Regions from separate parts of the Mus musculus genome. Here all the other regions are linked to region 3. The links are chromatin contacts, called in public Hi-C and Micro-C maps. All regions are on one chromosome and are shown on one strand. The core of a region is the stretch at or near the end of the contact, and the rest is flanking DNA. Distances in the headings are between cores, read along the strand shown.

Region 1 (2,700 bases), core at 169-2,668, 9.1 Mb before region 3:
AACTCAGCCAGAGAAATCCCTCTATATCAGAGTGTCACATTAAAGTCTTTAGTGTTTTTTTTTTTTTAATATCTTACTTTAGAATAATTGCAGTAAGGGAGGAAGGGTCCCGGTGGAGTGAGTAAGCCCCTGGGCGGAGTCAGGAGTGGCCAACTTGGGGAAGGGGTGTCTCCTGCCTTCAGGTTCTTCACCAGCCGGCCATTGCGCCGCCAAAACGCCGGCGTTAGTAACATCAAGTCATAAAGGGTCGCGTCCTTCTTTAATTAAAAAGGAGAATCTTGGGAAAACTGGAGCCGATTTGCACAGGAAGAGTTGGTTCCTAATGTTTTATTTTGATGCATGTACGACACCGCATGGAGAGTCGCAGGAGCTCATGGGTCTGCGGTTTGGCTCACTCCAGAAGGGGTTGTGCATCCCCATCCGAATTCTGTGTTGTTGTCCACGTTGCACCTGGGAAACCTTACAGTCCAAACGCCCGGATGAATAGTCAGTCCGATTCAGCTTCATACAAACCGGAGGAAAATCATTTAACCCCCGGATCTGTCGAGTAACCTCTTCAGGGTACAACTTTTATTTTACACGTAGCAATTAAGAGATCGCAAACCCCAACCGAGCCACCGGAGCCGGCTGGCAGAATCTCCAACCTGGGGGGAGGGGGGAGCGCAAAGCTAATAAAACTCCCAGGGCGCTGCAGCCCGAGGGGGTAACAGCCGTGAGCGGAGGCGATCTCTAGTTGGGCAAAATTCTTGGAGTGACTTTGCTGGTCCTGGTTTGGTGGCTACGGTTCATTGCGAAAGGGATAATGATTTCTAATAAAATCGGACGGGGACGAAAGGCAGATAGTGGCGGTTGTAGTAAGAGTGGGAGGTGGGGTACTAAAAGTTGGTCCCTAGGCGCCGCCGCTGGTACCCTGCGTAGTACAGAGCTTTATCCAAAGCATCTTTGGCTAGCAGGACCCGAAGACAGGCGAAGGGGAAAGAGATGAAATTGGGGATAGGGGACGCTCGAACAGGGAGGGTGCTGGAGCTCTAGGAAGAGTTGTTGGGCTTGCAGGCTGGCATGCAGGCAAGTGCTCTAGGAGCAAGTTAGCGGCTAGAAGAGGCCTTTATACCTGGGTCGGAGCGGCCGGCGGCAGATTGTGGTCCTGGCGAGCAATTGGACTATTGTTGATATGCTAATGAGGCGATTAGGCTGTTCGCGAGGAGCAGGAAAAGGGAAAAGTTTCTACCATTAGAGGGAGATCTCCGAGCGCACACGGGAGCTCTCTAACCCTTCTCTCCTCCTCCCTCCTCGCCCTTCTCCTGGCCCTCCTCCTCCTCTACCTCCACCTCCTCCTCCCCCTTCCTACCCTTCTCCTCCTCCTCGCCCTCCTCTCCTCCTCCCCCCCTCCTCCTCTTTTGCTCACCGCCCGCAGCCCGCACTTTGCGCTAACCCAGAGAGTAGCTCCGCTGGGGTGCGAGGCGCAGAGGGGCAAATCCGATCACGCCGATCCATGAAAATGCTTTGGAAACTGACGGATAATATCAAGTACGAAGACTGCGAGGTAAGCGCGGCGCCGACTCAGTCATCCTTGCGGCCACAGGCTTGGAGATCGACCCTCCCTCTCCTCCTCCTCCTTCTCTCCACGCGAAATGCGAGTGGGACAAACTTAACACCCGCGCAGCTCCCACCCCTCCATGTCGCCCGAATAGCACAGGGGAGACGCTGGAGATAGTGGACATGGATCTCGGTTCTTTCACTTTTGTCTTTCGAAGCTCGTGTTCCACTCTTTCCCCTTTTCTCCTGGTTACTTTTGGTTCTGCCTGAGAGTGGAAGGAAGAGAAGAGCTTGGATTTAAAAAAAAAAAAAAAAAAAAAAAAGCTGGCAACTGGGCACGTGCCTGTGCACTCTGGTGTGTTTGAGCGAGATCCTGGGGGTGCCTACAGTAGCAGGAAGAAAATAAAACCATGTCCCCCCTTTCACTCCCTCCCTGACATTAATACCCCCTTTTTCATTCATTCTTTTCTTTCTCCCTAAAGACGTTCCCTTCTTGCATTTGGAGAAGGGCGCACACACTTCGCCCTGACCTGTAAAGCACGTTCGGCTTGGGAGCCCACACGTCAGCCCTTGGTGTCACTCTTTAGCTGCTATAGTCCTTGAAGTTCTAAGGAGTTTCTCCCGCCGAGCTTCGGGGTGGACACACCCCGTGGTGGTGGTTGGGTGTGGGTGCGTTACCGGCCTCTGGGAGTCGGGGACGGGGGAGGGATCCCCCTTCTACCTGCCAGTGCTTAGCGGCGGGACCCTGAAAATCCTGGGGCGACAGCCGATCGTCTCCAGTTGCCGATAGTCCGCTGGGATCAGAGAGAGGGCCGTCCCTTGGGAACCCATTTTAAAACCCAGAGCCTCAGAGCATAACTTTTGGGACAGTCAGGGAGGCATGAAAAAAGAACCAACGGCTTGTGCGGGGGGTGGGGGAGGGATGGCCTCAGCCTGTTGTGTGTGTGTGGGTTTTTTTTTTTTCATACCCCACTGAAAGGGGCTGATCAGCGAGTGGTGTGACGGAGGGGTGGGAAGCCCGTGATTATCCAAATCTGTAGTAGCCTTGACTTTCGCTGTTCTCTCTTTCTTTCTTTCTTTCTTTCTGTCTGTCTGTCTGTCTGTCTGTCTGTCTGTCTGTCTTTCTTTCTTCCCCCCCCCCCCCTTTCGGCATTTGGAGCTAGG
Region 2 (2,700 bases), core at 157-2,656, 5.1 Mb before region 3:
TTCTGCCACTAACCTAGCCTTACGCGGTCGCCCTGCAGTCTTATAAAATATGAAGGCTCTTTTATTTTTCTCCTTTCGCATATCTCTTCATTGGCTCAAGTAATACAGTTAGCCAATGCGGCCATCAACATTTGATTAAAGACGCTAGAATTCAGACTGGGAAAGAGGGTGTGGTGCATTGCAGAAAAGGAGAAAAAAAATCAAAACTTAATTTCATTTAAGAAGTAGCCCTGATTATTTTTCCATCTTACACGATCCACTACAGGACCTTGCACGAACGCAGCTGAAGAGATATTTCTTTACTGCAGTCAGTGCTGGATCATCAAAAAATAAAATAAAGAGCGCAGGTGTGTGTGGGTCTGGGTGTGTACGTGATGGACGTGGGTGCGTGTATCAACATGTCAGTGTGACCCTACAGATGACTTCAGGAGGCCCCAGAAAGGAGTTGTACACCAGAGCTTGCCTTGGAAATTTCCTAAAGCGCGAAGAGTTTGTAAACCACAAGAAACCGAAATTTACCCTAGCCTAGGCTTCTTGCCCGACAGCCTTTCCAACCCCCTAAAATAGGTGTCTCTATGCCTGGTATAGATGCCCCTCGGTGGGTGAGCGTCGCGAATAGTGACATTCACAAGAGGGCACGCAGAGTCTATTTCTGGGGGCCCCCATGCGAGCCGAACGAACCCCCGGGGCCTGGGTGTGTACGCGCGCTCGCGTGCGGAGTGTGCGGGCGAGCTCGGGGGCGCTCCCGGGCGTGCGCTTTTGTGAGTGTGTGCGTGTGCTGGGGGGCCGGGTTATGTGCTCACGCGCTCTAGGCTGCGCCTAGAGCTCAACTGTGGGGCTGGAGAGAAAACTAGGGTAGGCAAGTGAGGGGGTCTGCACCCCACTGAGGGCGAGAGAAGGGTGATTCGGACCGGAGGAGTCTCTCCCCTCTGTCCTCCCTGGGCCCAAAGCTCCCCAAACCTCTCTGCAGGGTTGGAAGTGTCTGGGTTCGTTGTGGCGCCAGTGAAGGAGGGAGCAGGTTGAACAATCGAGTGGGCGCACCAGGACTCCCCGTCTCCGGGGCGGGGAGAGGAGAGGGAGCCCCGATTCTGCGCAGGGAGGGGGCGGGGCTGGGGGCCCCTGGAACGAGGAGGCGGGGGTGGCCACTGGGATGAAAATCAGTCACTACAGAGAGGCGAGATTTCGTTGAGATCGCACATTAATTGGAGATATCTGATTAATTCCAGAGTCTTATGACTATAAATGGTGATTCTCTACCAAGGTGTCTATATTATAAAAAAAAAAAAAAATCAATCCGTGTCATCCCCCACGTCAGGCCTGCTCGTGGGCGTGAGGCTGTACTTCCTCCGCCCCCTCCTAATGGAGTGAACCATTCCCAGCTCTCCCCCCCCCCCCCCAGCCTCTCACTCTCTCACTCTCTTTCTGTCTCTTCCTCGCTCCCTCTCTTTCTCTCCTCCCTCTGCCTTCCCAGTGCATAAAGTCTCTGTCGCTCCCGGAACTTGTTGGCAATGCCTATTTTTCAGCTTTCCCCCGCGTTCTCTAAACTAACTATTTAAAGGTCTGCGGTCGCAAATGGTTTGACTAAACGTAGGATGGGACTTAAGTTGAACGGCAGATATATTTCACTGATCCTCGCGGTGCAAATAGGTAAGTGGCCGCCCGGTACGGCTTGGTAGGCGACCGGAGATTGCCTACCCCAGAGGCGCCTAAGGGGACTTGCTGGCCAGGGTCTGCCGCTGGTTGCAGAAAACCCTGCAGACTCCCTGAGTCGGGGCATTAGCTCTTGGGGACTCTGGAAGGAGTTCTGGTTTGGTTTTCCTAAAGAAAGTGATTTCTTTTGCAGGGAAGTGTGTGTGTGTGACCGGCTGTTTTCCAAGGGGGGTTCTCCCTTTTCTCCAAAGCGCACATCCATTTTTTTCCTCCCTCTTTGGGGTTAAAACAGGATCTGAGCGCTCGTAGCATTTGTCCCCTGTTATACTGCAAGATACTATCTTGAGGGGTCAAAAGGTAAAGGGAGGAATAAGATGCCTAGGTAGCTAGGGCTGAAAAGTTTATATGCAGAAAGCAAAGATATTCTAAGGCTGCCCTCAAACTGCAGCATTTAGAACTTTGTCCTTCCTCCGCCCCTCCCCCTAGATCTTAGCTGCAGCGTTTGCTCCGGGCACCGCAGACTACTCCGAGAAGGATAAATCAACCAAATATTCACTGATATACTTTTTCAGGGTCATGTGTGTCTGTGATTTTTGGCAGATTAGCATCTCTATTATTTTTATACAGGAAAGTGGTTTAACGTGTTCGCATTTTGTCTTTTCGTGGGTTTGTAATTTTTGTTTGTGGCGGTTTATTGGATGGATTTATTTAGCCCCCCCCCCCATTTCATGTTAAGGAATGTGAGTCTCAGCTACACTGTTGGGAGGCTTTTTTAAAGTTTATATTTTTCCATCCAAAATGCAAATGTTTTAAGTACTAGTGAATCCGCTTATGTGATACTGGATGGAAACATTAATTAATGTAACTGAAAAGGGAAATTAAAGCAGCTTATTAATAGAATGGACAAAAGGAAAAAAATAGAAAGTCTCCCAGTGGTTATTCTGCAGATGGAGAAAACTGTTCGTGCCAGGCTGGAGCGTTCTTTACAGACAAATCCTTGCAGCATTTCAGGGGTGCGTCAGGGAATTTGTGTGGGACAAGAGAAGAAAT
Region 3 (2,700 bases), core at 39-2,538:
AATGTGCCGCAGGGCTAGTGTAGGGCGAGTGACACTCAATGGCGCTTGCCATAGCCGGGGATGAGGGCACAGGGCTGCTGCTGCTGTCCGGCCCATAGTCCCCGCCGCCACCGCCGCCACCCGCTGCCGCACCGACGCCCGCAGGACCTGCGGGCACCGGGCAGCTGGCCATATAGGTGGAGCCCGGGTTGGGCGACATGTGGGGGACGTGGTGGTGGTGGAGGTGGTGTGGATGCGCGTGGCCCGGAGCACCCGCCCCTGTATCATAGCCCGCGGGCATCATGTCGAGGCCACCATAACCGCCTTGACCGTGGCAACCCAGAGGCGCCGACGGGGGCGCTTGGAAGTCGAAGCCCTGGGGCAGCAGCGAGGCCCCGAAGCCCAAGCCGCTCACCACGCGATGGTACATGGGTTTGAGAGCCTGGCACTTCCGCCTGAAGCCGCGCGGCCGGCGGCGGAACGAACCCTCCTCAAACATGAATTCGCTGGCCGGGTCGATGGTCCAGTAGTGGCCCTTACCAGGTCTCCCGAGGCCCTTGGGCAGCTTGATGAAGCACTCGTTGAGCGAGAGGTTGTGGCGCACGGAGTTCTTCCAGCCCTGGTAGGCGCCACGGAAAAAGGGGAAGCGCGCCTGTAGGAACTGGTAGATCTCACTGAGCGTCAGGCGCTTGCTGGGCGAGCTCTGGATGGCCATGACGATGAGCGCGATGTACGAGTAAGGAGGCTTCTCCGGCCGCCGCAGCCCCGAGGTTGCCTTCTTGGTGCCTCCACTCCCGGCGCCCGCGCCGCCGCTGCTAGCCGCACTCTTGCAAGCACCGGCCGAGGCGCTGACGGAGTTAGAAGAGGACGAGGCACAGGAGGCAGAGGATGATGATGACGACGACGAAGTGGACTCCAGGGTGGCGGCGGGTGGCGGGCTCATCAAGGCGGCCTGGAGCGCGCCGGGCGCCGGGCTGCACGCGCGGCGGAGTGGGGCAGGCGGCGGGCGCGGCGGGGGTGGCGGAGGCCCGCCCTCGGTGCTCATCTGGGAATCGGGAACGAGGCCGGGCCTGGGGGGCGGACCCCGGACCGGGATCGGCGGCGCCGGAGCCGGGTCGGTCCACAAATCGGGCGAGTGCCCTACTGCGCCGGCCGCGCTGCAGCCCGGGCCACTGCGGGCCAGCGCTTCGGCGTCGCCTCCCTCAGCTCCTCTGGGGCTTCGGGCGGCGGCGGCGGCGGCGGGTCGGAGGCAACGCCCCGCGCATCCCTCTTCCGAGCCTCCGGCCGGCTCCTTGCGCAACCGTCTCCTAAGCCACTGAGGCGACGCTGCCCAGAGCTGGACAGCTGCGCCCTCGAGCCAAGACCTCAGCCCGGACCCCGGGGACTAGCCCGTCGTCTTCTTTCAGGAGTGCTCTTCTCTCTGTCTCTTGGACTTCCTCCCTGGCGCGCCCTCCCCGCGGCAGCTTCGCTCCCTCCCTCCCTCGCTCCCTCCCTCCACCCCACCCCGCCCTGCCCCCTCCTTGCTCCGCGCCGCCCGCCACGGGGAGGGCGCACAGGGCTCGCGTCACTCCTCCCCCTCTGGACCTGGCGGCGGGCTCCTGCTCTTATCGCCTCCCGGACTCTCCGGGGTCCTGCTGGCACTACTAATTCCTCTCGGGGCTCTTTCCCTTTCCCAGTCTGTCCTCTTCAAAGCCGCAGATACACCCGCATTCAGCAGGGAGAACTCCCAACCTTGGCCAGACTCGATTACTCCTAACTTCAGCAATTCATTCTCTGTTCCTTCCAGCAGCCCGTATCCTATCCCAGAAGTGCCCCCAACCTAGCGATCCGTGCCCGGACACACCCTGCCCCTCCTCCACCCCCGCCGGACCCTGTGGGGGCTGAGTCTTGGGGAGACTGTGCCCTGGAAGAGCTTCCTTAGCCACGGTCCCCAGTGCCCGAACTGACACCATCTGTCAACTTCATTTAGGCAGTGCTGCCCTCAGCCACACGCCAGGGTGCCAGACGTCCCAAGGTAACGTGCCAACTCCGGGTCTCTCTCTCTCTCTCTCTCTCTCTCTCTCTCTCTCTCTCTCTCTCTCTGGCTGGACATGCAGGCTTCTGAGAGGTCACAGCAGAGGGCAAACACTGGACGCCCTTGAGCTGTGCCCGGGGCAGTTATGAACAGATTGTCAGCTGAGCAAGGGGTTTGGGTGGAGAAACCTGGGGCCACCTCTTAGACACTCTTTTGAGTCGAATGGATTCGGTTTTTTATTTGCTTCCATTTTCCACTGACTTGTCATTTCCACTTCATGCTGAGAGAGAGCAAGAGAGACCCTGAGTAAGGAGATAGTTGTATTTATTATCAACAAGGAAGGTCTGCACAGCTGCCAGTGGGTTTACAGCGTCTGTCTTCCGGTGCACCCCCCCCCCACTCCCTATGTTCCGTGGCCCAGCTCCCTCCATTCGAGAACACTCCTCCAGTTGTGGCTTATTCCTCTAAGTAAGAGTCGGCTCAGAGAGAGATGGCCCTCGGGAGAAATCATTCCAATGAGACCCGACAGTTAGTTATTGGATTACACGTGCGGGGAAATGTAGTCTGACCCCGGACAGGGGCTGCAAAGCGAGTTGCAAGCTGAAGGAGGCCTGACCACACCAGGGCTGGTGGCCTGGCCCAGAGGGAAGGAGATGCCCATCAGAGTAGCAAATGGTAGGCACAGCACTGCGCCAGCCCTGAGAGGA
Region 4 (2,700 bases), core at 140-2,639, 9.1 Mb before region 3:
AATGTGGATGTGTGTGGTTTGCAGCCGGGGGTTTCACTGAAAGAGTATGGATTTGTGTTGCTTCAGAAAAAGTCAGAATCAAATCCTCACAGGGCTACCAACTAGGCTTGCCTGGGTTTTCTCTCTATCACTGTGTTCTGAAAGGCAGAGGCTAACTCGGCCTACAAAATGTGCCGTCCAGCAACAGCTCTACTCTTACCTCTAATCCCAGTTTCTATCCTCTCTCTCTCTTACACACACACACACACACACACACACACACACAGAGAGAGAGAGAGAGAGAGAGAGAGAGAGAGAGACTCAGAGACAGAGTTACATAGTTATACTATACTATGTATACTATGTAACTCTGTAAGTTTTAGTTAACTGGCAAGCTATCATCTCAGGGTTTCAAGATGGCCCAAGTTATATTCCCAAAGTGCCTGGGCTGAATTGACTTCTCTAGGTTGAAAAGAAAAATGACTGTCTTGATATGTTTGCTGGAAATTAAAAGGCTTGTTTAGAAGTCCTCAATTATCAAAAGCTGGTGTCACCGAAGGGCACCGCAGCAGAGAGTTAAGAGGCAGAGAGAGGCCTTGTGTGGGACAGTTTCTGGCCTAGTGATAGGCTTATACACACACACACACACACACACACACACACACACACACACACACACACACCCTCCCTCCATGGGCTGTAGCAACCTCAGGAAGGCCTCTGCTACTGCTGGCTTCCAGGACCAGACAAACTTCCTGTGTGCTGAGGTAGCTCTCTCTATGGCTCCCCACTTTAGTCTTAGAGACAGTCTGTCACTGACCCCAGAGCTCACTATTTGGACTAAAATGGCTGCCCAGCAAATCAGAGAGATCCCACTATCTCTCTGATCCAGCGCTGGGGTTAAAGACATAAGCCTCCAAGCTAGATTCTTACATAAATTCTGAGCATCCAAAGGCAGATCCTTGTGTGTGTGTGTGTGTGTGTGTGTGTGTGTGTGTGTGTGTGGTGTGGTCAAGTGTGAGTTCTCTCCCCGGGGCCTGCTGTTGTTTTGAAAAAGCAAAGTTTGCCTTTCTGCCTAAATTCAAGTCTCATCTGGTTTGAAGGTGAATGAGAGGAGACCCCATTCCACCAGCTTTTATTGTGGTTCCTTTAGGGATGTGGGGAGCAGGCTCTGGTGATATTTTGAAGAACAAGCCTGGCATTTCTAGAATACTGAAGAGGGATACTTGTGTTTTTCACTTCCGGTGTAACTTTTCTTTGCCTGTGAAATGCTTTCCTGTGTTCAGGGTGTTTGCTGTGAGAAAGGTGTAGGCAGAAGTTTGTCAGGGCTGAGGGTTGGAGGTGGGGAGAGAAGGGGAGGTCTTTTTGAAGTAGGAAGGGTATTCATTTAAGGGAGGAGTGTTGGTTTAGAAGTGACAGGCTTTGTTATTCTGAGTGACTGGCCTTGAGTCCTGAGTGGGGGAAGGTGGGCTGGATGGCTGAGGTAACTTCAGGGAGCGATGGTTTCTCACTACCACTAAGGCCTGATGGGAGCTTTCACTTCTGTCTCTGTTCCACTGCAGACAGATCTGCAAAGAGTTCACTGACCTGCTGGCTCAGGACCGATCTCCCCTGGGGAACTCGCGGCCCAATCCTATCCTGGAGCCTGGCATCCAGAGTTGCTTGACCCACTTCAACCTCATCTCCCATGGCTTCGGCAGCCCGGCGGTGTGTGCAGCGGTTACGGCCCTGCAGAACTATCTCACCGAGGCCCTCAAGGCCATGGACAAAATGTACCTCAGCAACAACCCCAACAGCCACACGGACAACAGCGCCAAAAGCAGTGACAAAGAAGAGAAACACAGAAAGTGAGGCTCTCCTCCCGCCCCGCCCCCGCCCGCCTCACCGGCCCGCGTCCCCCCACTCGCCCCTCCCCCACCCGGCAGGTGACAGCTCCGGGACCAGCCACTCCTACTGCTGCTGCTACTCTGCGTTGCCGCGCCGCCCTTCGTCCCCGGAGTCCTCCGGATTGCTCTCTCGACTGCCAGTGGGGCAGCCGCTGCCTACTCAGCGCCTTGCCTCAACTTCCCCATCAGTACCAACACCCCCTTTACCCTCGTGTGGAGCCTAAGAGAACAGAACAGGTCGTGAAGCCAGCAAAGAAAAGTTCTGTCGCGTTTGTGAACCTTTTTTTTTTTTAATCAAATCGACAACAAACATTAAAACTTTTTTTTTTTAAAAAGGACGTTAAAAAATTTAAAAAGTATATGAGCTTCATGGGACTAACTCATCGCCTTCCCTTGCGTACTTCAGATTGTAGCCATACTTTTAAAAAAAAAGGCAAAGAGGATAATGACATTTTTTATCAGTATTGTGAATAAACTTGAACACAAATACAGAAGTTCTATGTCCTGTCTTCAGTTGTAGAAGTTGTCTTCTGCAAGGTACAACCACCCACTTGAACTTCCTCTGATGACACAATCCACAATTCTATAAGGGAATCAGTGTTCACGTCTCTGTATATATTTATTTATGTGTAATTTAATGGGATTTGTAAATATGGTGAGTCTGTTTTAAACCTTTTTTTATTTATCTGGTGATCTCGTTTACCTCCTGTTTAGTGGGCTTTGGATCCTCCCTGTTAGTTCTTCATGTGGTTTTACTTAGAAATCCAAGGTTTGGGTAAGACTCCCCCTCCCCACCCCTTTTCTCCAATTCATGGATTTAGCCCCGTGGTAGCAT

The links. A called contact is a pair of places that touch in the nucleus more often than the background predicts.
Region 1: a Hi-C map of differentiating embryonic stem cells shows a contact between it and region 3, with 13 times the contacts expected there. The contact joins the promoter of Tfap2a here to the promoter of Foxf2 in region 3. A contact is called at or near these places in 2 of 39 promoter capture datasets (both in embryonic stem cells), 14 of 484 Hi-C or Micro-C datasets (cerebellum, differentiating embryonic stem cells, embryonic stem cells and 1 more) and 3 of 115 datasets of contacts at active chromatin or transcription factors (all in embryonic stem cells).
Region 2: a Micro-C map of embryonic stem cells shows a contact between it and region 3, with 30 times the contacts expected there. The contact joins the promoter of Nrn1 here to the promoter of Foxf2 in region 3. A contact is called at or near these places in 2 of 39 promoter capture datasets (cranial neural crest and embryonic stem cells), 15 of 484 Hi-C or Micro-C datasets (differentiating embryonic stem cells, embryonic stem cells, epiblasts and 1 more), 3 of 115 datasets of contacts at active chromatin or transcription factors (all in embryonic stem cells) and 1 of 9 other capture datasets (embryonic stem cells).
Region 4: a Micro-C map of embryonic stem cells shows a contact between it and region 3, with 7 times the contacts expected there. The contact joins the enhancer-like site here to the promoter of Foxf2 in region 3. A contact is called at or near these places in 5 of 484 Hi-C or Micro-C datasets (cerebellum, embryonic stem cells and stem cell-derived epiblast-like cells) and 1 of 9 other capture datasets (embryonic stem cells).

Annotation. Positions count from the first base shown.
Region 1 is chr13:40,732,513-40,735,212 of GRCm38.p6, reverse strand. Tfap2a (transcription factor AP-2, alpha) reads left to right here and starts at 1,418. Exons shown (of 7, transcript NM_011547.5): 1 at 1,418-1,543. The coding sequence starts at 1,493. Gm26688 (predicted gene, 26688) reads right to left here. Exons shown (of 3, transcript NR_125899.1): 2 at 1,433-1,802; 3 at 51-1,191.
Region 2 is chr13:36,733,183-36,735,882 of GRCm38.p6, reverse strand. Nrn1 (neuritin 1) reads left to right here and starts at 1,406. Exons shown (of 3, transcript NM_153529.2): 1 at 1,406-1,647. The coding sequence starts at 1,593.
Region 3 is chr13:31,624,404-31,627,103 of GRCm38.p6, reverse strand. Foxf2 (forkhead box F2) reads right to left here and starts at 1,288. Exons shown (of 2, transcript NM_010225.2): 1 at 1-1,288. The coding sequence starts at 1,024.
Region 4 is chr13:40,716,245-40,718,944 of GRCm38.p6, reverse strand. Tfap2a (transcription factor AP-2, alpha) reads left to right here. Exons shown (of 7, transcript NM_011547.5): 7 at 1,542-2,700. The coding sequence ends at 1,830. Among named protein-coding and RNA genes, the nearest start is that of Gm26688, 10 kb to the left of the region's middle. Within about 2 kb of position 1,389, at least 15 of the 459 cell types and tissues checked have an H3K27ac peak or open chromatin away from gene starts, as enhancers often do. A contact at or near this core is called in embryonic stem cells, where this site is marked.